Linked DNA regions of Capsicum annuum: region 1 is linked to region 2. A link is a contact called in public Hi-C data. All regions are on one chromosome and are shown on one strand. The core of a region is the stretch at or near the end of the contact, and the rest is flanking DNA. Distances in the headings are between cores, read along the strand shown.

What was found. A called contact is a pair of places that touch in the nucleus more often than the background predicts.
Region 1: a Hi-C map of leaf shows a contact between it and region 2, with 3 times the contacts expected there. The contact joins two enhancer-like sites. A contact is called at or near these places in 3 of 5 Hi-C or Micro-C datasets (leaf and placenta).

What each region holds. Positions count from the first base shown.
Region 1 is chr1:164,652,911-164,657,381 of UCD10Xv1.1, reverse strand. No RefSeq gene overlaps it. Among protein-coding and RNA genes, the nearest start is that of LOC107856850, 200 kb to the right of the region's middle. Within about 2 kb of position 2,786, at least 3 of the 5 cell types and tissues checked have an H3K27ac peak or open chromatin away from gene starts, as enhancers often do. A contact at or near this core is called in leaf, where this site is marked.
Region 2 is chr1:164,254,358-164,258,828 of UCD10Xv1.1, reverse strand. LOC107841055 (mitogen-activated protein kinase kinase kinase NPK1) reads right to left here. Exons shown (of 17, transcript XM_016685066.2): 17 at 3,407-3,927. The coding sequence ends at 3,836. Among protein-coding and RNA genes, the nearest start is that of LOC107841055, 10 kb to the right of the region's middle. Within about 2 kb of position 2,433, at least 2 of the 5 cell types and tissues checked have an H3K27ac peak or open chromatin away from gene starts, as enhancers often do. A contact at or near this core is called in leaf, where this site is marked.

The DNA.
Region 1 (4,471 bases), core at 1,537-4,036, 400 kb before region 2:
AGGCAAACTAAAACATTCATAGCTTTGCTTTCTAATGATTGTCGCTTGTCTCCAAATTGTTGTCGTCCCTGATTAAAAGCGTTCTCCGATGCAATGGTTGGCATTGGAACATTCAATCTATCTCTAGCTAATCTTGAAAGTACAAGATATTGTCTTTCATTATTTCTTCACTAATCCAACGCATTGATCCTTGCTCTGCGATCCTCTATCGGCTGTCGAAGATAATACTTAAGCTCTTCCCGATAACTTGATCCGTGTGTTGACGCCGCAACCCTGTCCCAAATATTTAAATCAAAAAAAGTAATCAGAAAAATCACGATGTGCTTGCCTTTTAGAAGATGATGGCTCCTCGGGAGCTTGAGGAGTGACAGTTGGAGTGATATTTATCGGTACGACTACATCAAGTAAATCGACATAATGGTTATATAATGTTTCCATGTAACTGTTCGCATCACTCATAGCCGTAACCAAAAAAGGTTCTTCTTCAGGCTCTATCTCTAAAGCAATATAAATAATACAACTAAATTCGGACATAGTATTATATTTCATACATGGATTTAGTATAGCACCAACTAAGTAAATTGGGGAAAACGGATAAAAATCTTTTTTAAATTTAGAAAACGCAGCACTAACAGCTTCTTTGTAACCTTCTCTATTGTTATATTCTTTAAGCAAACAAGAAATGTCAGCTAAATAAGCTAAAATATTACAAACAGTAGGATTATAAGCACCAGAAAATTCAACCGTAGCTATATAATTTTTTTTCAAAAACTGAACAAGATCAGCAATTGCAGCCAAATCAGAATCATGTATCATACACTCTAAAAAAGAACCAGAATATTGATTAAAAGTCATTGTAATAGAAACTTTATAAGCAAGACATGTTTTTAAATAAGTATAAGTAGCATTCAATCTAGTATCACATTCTTCAGGCATAAATATTGGTCTAAGTTCATTTTATTCACATTTAGCTTTAAATTCTCTCACTCTAAATTTTCAATTATTTTATTGAATAAAGTCAATAGCAAGCCGGACCTTTTTCAATATAAAGCTCAAAAAATTCAAGACCATCTCTTACAATTAAATTATATATATGATAAGCACACTTAATATGAAATATTTCAAGTAACGACGAAGAAAGATTAACTTTTAACTTGTCAATAGCAGTCTTGTTGTTAGATGCATTATCAAAAGCAATACATGAAATTTTTCTTTCAATACCATAATATTCTGCAACTTTAGTAATAGATTCTGAAATAAATTTTTCAGTATGTCTACCGATCATCATTATACAAAAAAAATAGAATAAGTTTTTGCATAACAAAATTACTATTTATCCAGTGACAAGTAATTGCTAAATTATTATTTTTATTAACAGCACGACCAAGATCAGAAGTTAGAGCAATTCTACATAAAATATTTTTTTAATAATGTAGATAAATAATAAACATATTGTGCATGGAGTCAAAAAATATCAGTCCGACAAGTAATTCTAGGAATACCATTAAACATAGAATTATAAATTGCTTGAATATAATGAATAAAAGCATTCGAAGAAGCAAAAATGAAAGGTAAACAACCCATAGCTATTATTTTCACTATTTCTTCCTGGTCCTTCATTTTATTATAATTCTTAATTAATTGATTGGTTGTTGGGTTCAATCTAGTTTGTGCTGGCCCACCAACAGCTTCACCACCTTGTGCAAAACTCTCTAGCGTGTCTATCTCTTAAATGTCTCATTAACGAACCCGTACCCCCTTTATCGCCTCCGATTTTATACTCATATACAATTTCACAAATATTGCATTGCACCTTACTTTCTCTTTCTATTTTCAAAAAAAAATTTCATGTAATACTGGTTCTTCTACGATGTTTTGGGGCACGAGGAGGATGGGGAAGAAGATTAACCGATTCAGATCTAACATTAGCATTTCCTACTGTAGGTGTTTTACCAATATTTTCATCATCTACATCTAAATTAACTGCATCTACTTCATTTTCTTCTTCTATACCATAATTTTTTTAAGCTACTGCATAATTTATATCGTGAGCACCTACACCTATTTCTTCCTCAAAAGGTTGACTAACTGATACCGAAGGCACACAGGTATATTTAGTACTTGAACTATCTCTATCGAAACCGTCACCAATTTATTTTTTACTACACTACCACTTTCGAGATAAATTTTTTTGGCACTTTTACCAATGTTTCTTAATTTATTCATATTATAAATCAAACTGAAAACTATTCAAAATACACCAAAAATAATAAAAATAAATACTCAACAATTAATACACTAATTAAAAATTAAAAGTAAGAGATGGAACGACAATATCAAATTTTGAAAGTATCCGAAAGTTGCAACTTTAGAAAACTTTCACTTGATATTTGTAATCGCAAAATTAAAAAATAAAATTGAGCACTTTAGGAGATAATTAGAATATTTGAGAGAGATTGAGATTTTCGTAATGATTTGAAATTGTAGGGTATTTATAGAAATTTTTTTGAATTAATTTTTTTAAATAAAATATGCCAAAAATGCCAATTGGCCGTTAGGGCTCCAAACGGCTATAATGTCATTAGGCCTTAACGGTCCAATTGACAGTTGGGGTCCAAACGGCTAAATGCCAATTATTTTTTCAAAAAATTTATGTTACCGGGCCGAGCCAGATAACCAGTGGGCCTGGTCCGAGTTTGAAACTGGGCCGGTCCACCAAGCCCGTCAACGTAGACGGCTCAACCCAGGACCAGTAACCCAGTAGCCCAGAGGCCCATCCGGTCAGGTTGAACTGGGCCGGGCTTACCGGACCGGAACGGGTCTGCCCGACCCAGTTGGCAGGTTTAAGTACGATAAGGAAAGGTGGCTTGAAGATTCGTCGCAACAACGATGGTAGAGACTGTGGTTGCCTCTCTTGAGTTAACGATATTGAAAGCGTCTTCTCATAAAGAATAAGAGTAACGGTTCGTCACTCCAATGACATGACACAAGAGTCAAACAAGAGACAAATTTGTTAGAATGCTTAACTATGCGGATAAACTAGTACGGAATTGTGCAATGCAGGAATATTAGTTGGCTGATTAACATGTCAACCATGTGGCTTACCGGCATAGATTTAAGTCCTTTAGGGCCTTTGCATCGCCAAGAAATAATACTATAACCTATAAATAGTTGCTCTTTCTTTCTTGTAAAGACATCAAATCACTCGCTCTTGCTCAATACAACAGTTTTACTTGGTCTCCAAATTTTCCTGTTCTTTACTCTTTATCTAGATAATCTACATCTGTGGACAATTGCTTGAATAGCGGATTAGATCTTGAGGCGCCAATAATTGTATCGGACTCGCCTAAATTTGTTTGATTTACTTTGTTTATTTCATTTATAATATACTTGGTTGATTTCTTTACCACCTAGCTAGTAATCAAACTTCTAGTAAATTAGACTTAAAATAAAATAAAATAAAATTAAAATACGTATTTTTGACTCACCTACAAATTCGATTGTATCAAATCCACAATAAACACCATGATACATATGCTAGAAACAAATTTTAATAAACTCCGTTAGATATTTAAGCAGAGAAGGATAACGAAATGAGACATTATTTATCCCTCTCGTAAATTGGAAACAGTAAATTATAGAAGAAAAAACTAAAATCATAATTGAAACATTTTTACATAATTCGACAGTGCAAACAAACTACTATACATTGGGAAAAAAAAAATTGAACAAAATAAGTTCTTTTTCTCTCTTACAATTTAAATAACTAGAAGTAAATGATCTTTATATATCTTTTATATATAAAAATAAAGTTCTTTTATATATAAAAATATAGATGTTTTATAAAAAAAATATATAAATAGACGAACCGTATAAAGACGTCTCTCAAAATTGGACATTCCACATTCCTAAATAAAAGACGTGTTAATAGACTAGTGTGCTCCTTTGTTAACTTTTTCTTGTCCATGATAGATTTTACACTTGGTTAACTTTTTCTTGTCCATGATACAGATTTTACACTTCCTTTAACAGTTAACAAATGAACTAGTATATAATTTACTATAATATCCACAGTGTATATTAATTGTTATATAGTCTTAATGAACTTAGAAAATAATTTTGGAAATGACTATAGTTAATGTTAAAAGTAAAATTAAGAAAAAAAAATTTATCTTTCTTTATACATGTTAGAGTGGACAAGCAAAAAATAATAATTTATTTTTAGTAGAATGATCAGTTAACAACATGTTTGGATGACTGTTACCTATAGTGTTGTATTGTGTTATTAGTATGAATAGAATGTTTTTCTTGATTGTTATTTAAATTTTACTGCATCACGTTGTTAAATTCATTATTAGATAACAACAAAAAGTCTCATTTTATATAACAGTCAAGTTGGTGTGATCATGTCATCATTTTTTTCTTCTTCTTATTTTATCTTTTCTTATTGTTTATTAAATTTTATTTTAAC
Region 2 (4,471 bases), core at 1,184-3,683:
AAAATGTTAAATTTGTACATGTTAAAGAAATGTTAAATTGTTAACAGAGGACATATCTACTCGCTTTTCCAAACTTTAAGGATATATTTGGCTCTTTTTCGCTTATAAATCAGTTACTTAGATTAATTAGGACCTCTAGTTAATTAAATTAGGGTCATATTTGGATCGGCTATTGAAAGGTAAGAATATATGTGAGCTAAACTATCAGCGAATGGAATATTTAATTTCCTCAATTTCAAATATTTAAGGATATATTATATTTGACCTTTTTTCTTATTAAGTTAATAAAAATATATTTCTAATAATTTAAAATTTTTCATAGTTGTATAACATAACATGACATAGAGCAGGCAGAAGAGGTCATGAATTATAATAATTTCATTATCACTCATTTGGTGTAGTGGACTCATAAACAGAATCACTTATACGTGAAAGGACGTGCGGATACATAATCAAATAATATAAATAAAAAAATGCATAACATTAATCAATGAACCTCAAGTCCTAATCAATTAGTTGTTCCCTGAATAAATCTTATGAATAATTGCTTTCACAATTTCCAATCATCATGTAGCAATATAAGAAACAAACACGATATTAAACCAATGAATTTGTATCCACTAACTAGTGTGTATACTTATCCAATATTAGGTTTCAACTTTCTTGGAGCCACACAGCACGTTTTCTTTTTTGGGGTACCTTTTGTCATATTTTGTGAAGTATAGGACAAATAGGTTTTGAATTTATTGAATTTGGAATAATTGGGAGCAGACCATTTTTTTTTTTGTTTTAAAAAATAAATAAAAGTTGAGTAATAATACCATTTGTTGGTGAAAAGGGTGTGAAAGGAAGTAGATGAAAATCAAATTACACCTGATAATAGCTTAAAACTACACCATCAAACATTATGATGGGATAGATATAAAATCTTATTATTTTTAATTAGAGATTTCAATTTGAAAACTAAAAGTGAAAAAAAAAAATCCTAATAGCCAAGACTTTCTTTTAATTTACCTTATATGTTGTGAATTCGGATGAATTTAAGTCTCCAAATAAAGTATTGAATACAAATTGAAAAAATAAAAAAAATGAATCATGAAACGACTAAAAAATAATTTAAACAAACAAAAAAAGAAATACTACTCCTTTCATCTCAATTTATGTAGCACACTTACCTTTTAAGTTCATCCCAAAAAAAAGATCACGTTAATATAATTTGAAATATTTTAGCGTTAAAATTTTTTTTAACAAAATAATTTATAGCCACATAAATATTAAAGAATTATTTTAGATCATAAATTTTATAAATCTTTCATCTTTTTGAAATATTATGTCAAGTAAAGGATTAAGGATAGAGGACGTAAAAGATTTGAGTAGTATCTTAGTGGTACTTGCAACTTCACACAACATCAAGGTTTCAATCCTATCAAAGTTCCTCTACTGTTCACTGCCAACTTTTACATCAGAAAATAAAAACGAAGAAAGAAAAATTTACCACCTAAAGTGCAAACAACAAAATCTTTAGAATTGCGACATGGAATAAAGTTCAATTAAATCTCTTTTATTGAAAAATTCTATTACAAATAATTAGAAAAAAATAAATATTTTATTATTATCATTATGAATAAGCTATTGAGTTCCCTTTGGCCTTGACCCCATCAAAGAAAAATTAATATGGTATTCAGTATCAAATGTGACATTATAATATATTTTTAAATTTTCTTATATAAATTTCGGTTTCCGTCATTATATTCGTCGTGAACTTTCACGGTGATTTCATTTGATCTCTTAAGATATTTTTCCTGACCTCCTCAAATCTAGGTCTCTCTCTCTCTCTTTTTTTTTTTAAAAAAAAAGAGTTATTTATATTTGCAAAAGATGTAAAAGACATTACCAACTCATCCATTTCAAAAATCTTTTATGTCCACTTTAATCATTAGTTTTCTCCTCAAATCTTTCACAAAATCTAACACTCAGCTACTTCATTCAAACATTCAAACAAAGCTATACACAAAAACAAATTTTTTTGTGCGTGCATGTACCACAATCTTAAAGCTAAAGAAAAGATCTGGAAAAAAAATAGAGTCAACAACCTAATCTTTCTTTTTCTCAATCAAATATATTTTACTATGATAGATTTTTTCTGTCTGGAAACATACGGAATATTGGTTGTTGATTCATCGCTTTGATGGGAAAAATAATTGCCAAGACATGTTAAATCATGTTTTGGTGACTTGGACAAAAACATGGGTCGGTGCTTCATGTAAATTTAAATCATTCTTGTCCAAACTCTATGCTTTCTTTGACTTCAATGAAGAAATTAACTATTTTGCCGCCAAATTTTCCAATATTTGAATTTTGAAATATTCCTGCTTATTTAATTTAAGGTGGTTTGGCGCAGGGATAAGGTGGAATATCCGGTATTAAGGGTTGGGATTAAGATTATACTTTGTTTGGTTGAACTTATCTTCAATCAAATAAAGTTTAGATATCCTGCCTTATCCCATCCAACTTGTTACTAATAACATTGTCCGCGAGCCAAACAATTGGTCTGATAAAGCAAATAGGACCTCCGTTACGAAAGAATAGCAAAGTTTTGAGAGTATGAGTAACACATCCAATTTTAAATGTGAAAGATGTTGATTCTTTTAAAAAGATTTAACATAATCACAGTCTGCAAAAAGTTCAATAAGAAAGAAGTTTTATAGTAAGAATTTTTAGGAAGTGCTCGAAAATAAGTGCCTATTTTCTTGGACAGTGGGAGTAACATATTCTTTTGACAATTCTATGGTTGATTTTTCATAGTCACTCGGCTGGTAATTATTATTTCAGTCTTTATTTTTTATTTCAATTTTCTTCAACAAAAAAAGTGATTTTTAGAGATAATAACACTATTAGTTGAGTAACAATTTGAGTAATCAACTCGATAATTCCTTAGTGGTTCCTGCCATAAGTATAATTCCACAGGTTGTTACAAACCTGTAATAAGTAAAATTCTAACATTCTGCTCAACTTTAGTATCTTTAAAAGATCTACTGAACTTTAGTATCTTTAAAAGATCTACTGAACATCTAAATCTTGACCATGTTACCGATTTGAAATTTCTTCAGGTCTAGTACCATGGTCTTTATTATACTGTATTGTTCTGCCATTATCAATTGCCACAATGTATACACGTCAACACCTTGTATAACATAAACTGCTTTCCAAAATGCATTTCTGTCACACAAGATCTGACTTAGTCAAGATGTTAATGATCATGTTTTACTACTGTACGATGTTTAGTTTCATATGCTTTCACATCCTTTAAGTTTACGAACATCTCGCATAGTCAGACAATAATACTATCAACATGGGAATTCATAGATACAGAAGGTGCTTAGGACCAGCAGTTGACATTTAATGATTCACTGTAAATAAAGGTAAAATACATTAATAGATCACATTTTACAAATAGTTCAACAGATGAGAACTCAAATTTACTCTGTATTGGCAAATACCATGAGATAACAGCTTATGTAGGTGAAAAAAGCCTGCAGCTTTCGTTTTCTTACAATGCCCTCTAGGAGAGAAATCAAATGTACACAACAAATTATTTATATTTTATCACAAGATTTGGAGATATATCCTGCAGCAACAGCTCGCTCAACCTGACAAGCGCTGATACTCCTGTAGTAACAGCTCACTTCGTCATTGATGAGAACCTCTAATCCTCCAAGAAAACCACACATTCATCTACCTTGCCAAGACATCTAAGTGTCTCTTCTGTGATTGCAGGATCACTAATTATATTCTCCAAACTGACTTTAATTTAGAGACACGGGTACATAATTATTTATCTCCCAGGAGATGCAAACCTTGATTTACTTCTACATCGATTTAAAATTGGATCTGTTGGTGGCGATAAATTGACCGCCTGACGCATCTCTGCAGTACAAAGAATTTCAGCATCACAAATACGTATTAATCAATCAATCAAGAGGTAACTCAAACGCCTTTTAACAATAGTAACATAGACTTCCAGGAAATACTAATGGAAGATTGGAAAGAATTTGACGATCAAATTATTGTCATCAATAAAAGCAGTTGCAGAAAAATTGTTTTAAGTCTATCACTTCATACCATACAAGAACTGGGGCGACAAGTGAAACAAGATGATATTCACTTTAAGAATAATGGCAATGTCACATTACTCCCGTGATCCATTTCAATTGACATTGGTTCAACTTTCAGGAAGTTTAAACGAAAACAAATTGACCTGGGCTCAACTTTCAGAGAGTTTATTTAAAAACAATGGAATGGATTATCATACTGAGTTTGTTATGAACAACTTTAAGTAGCATGGGACGTCAAAAAGTAAATTAGTTAGTTGAAAAAATGTCCCATCAAAATTTGAAACAATATAGTGGTAAATTTAAATAAGTTTAAGTTTGGGCAAATTTTGCCATTGTGGAAATGAATTCATATATTA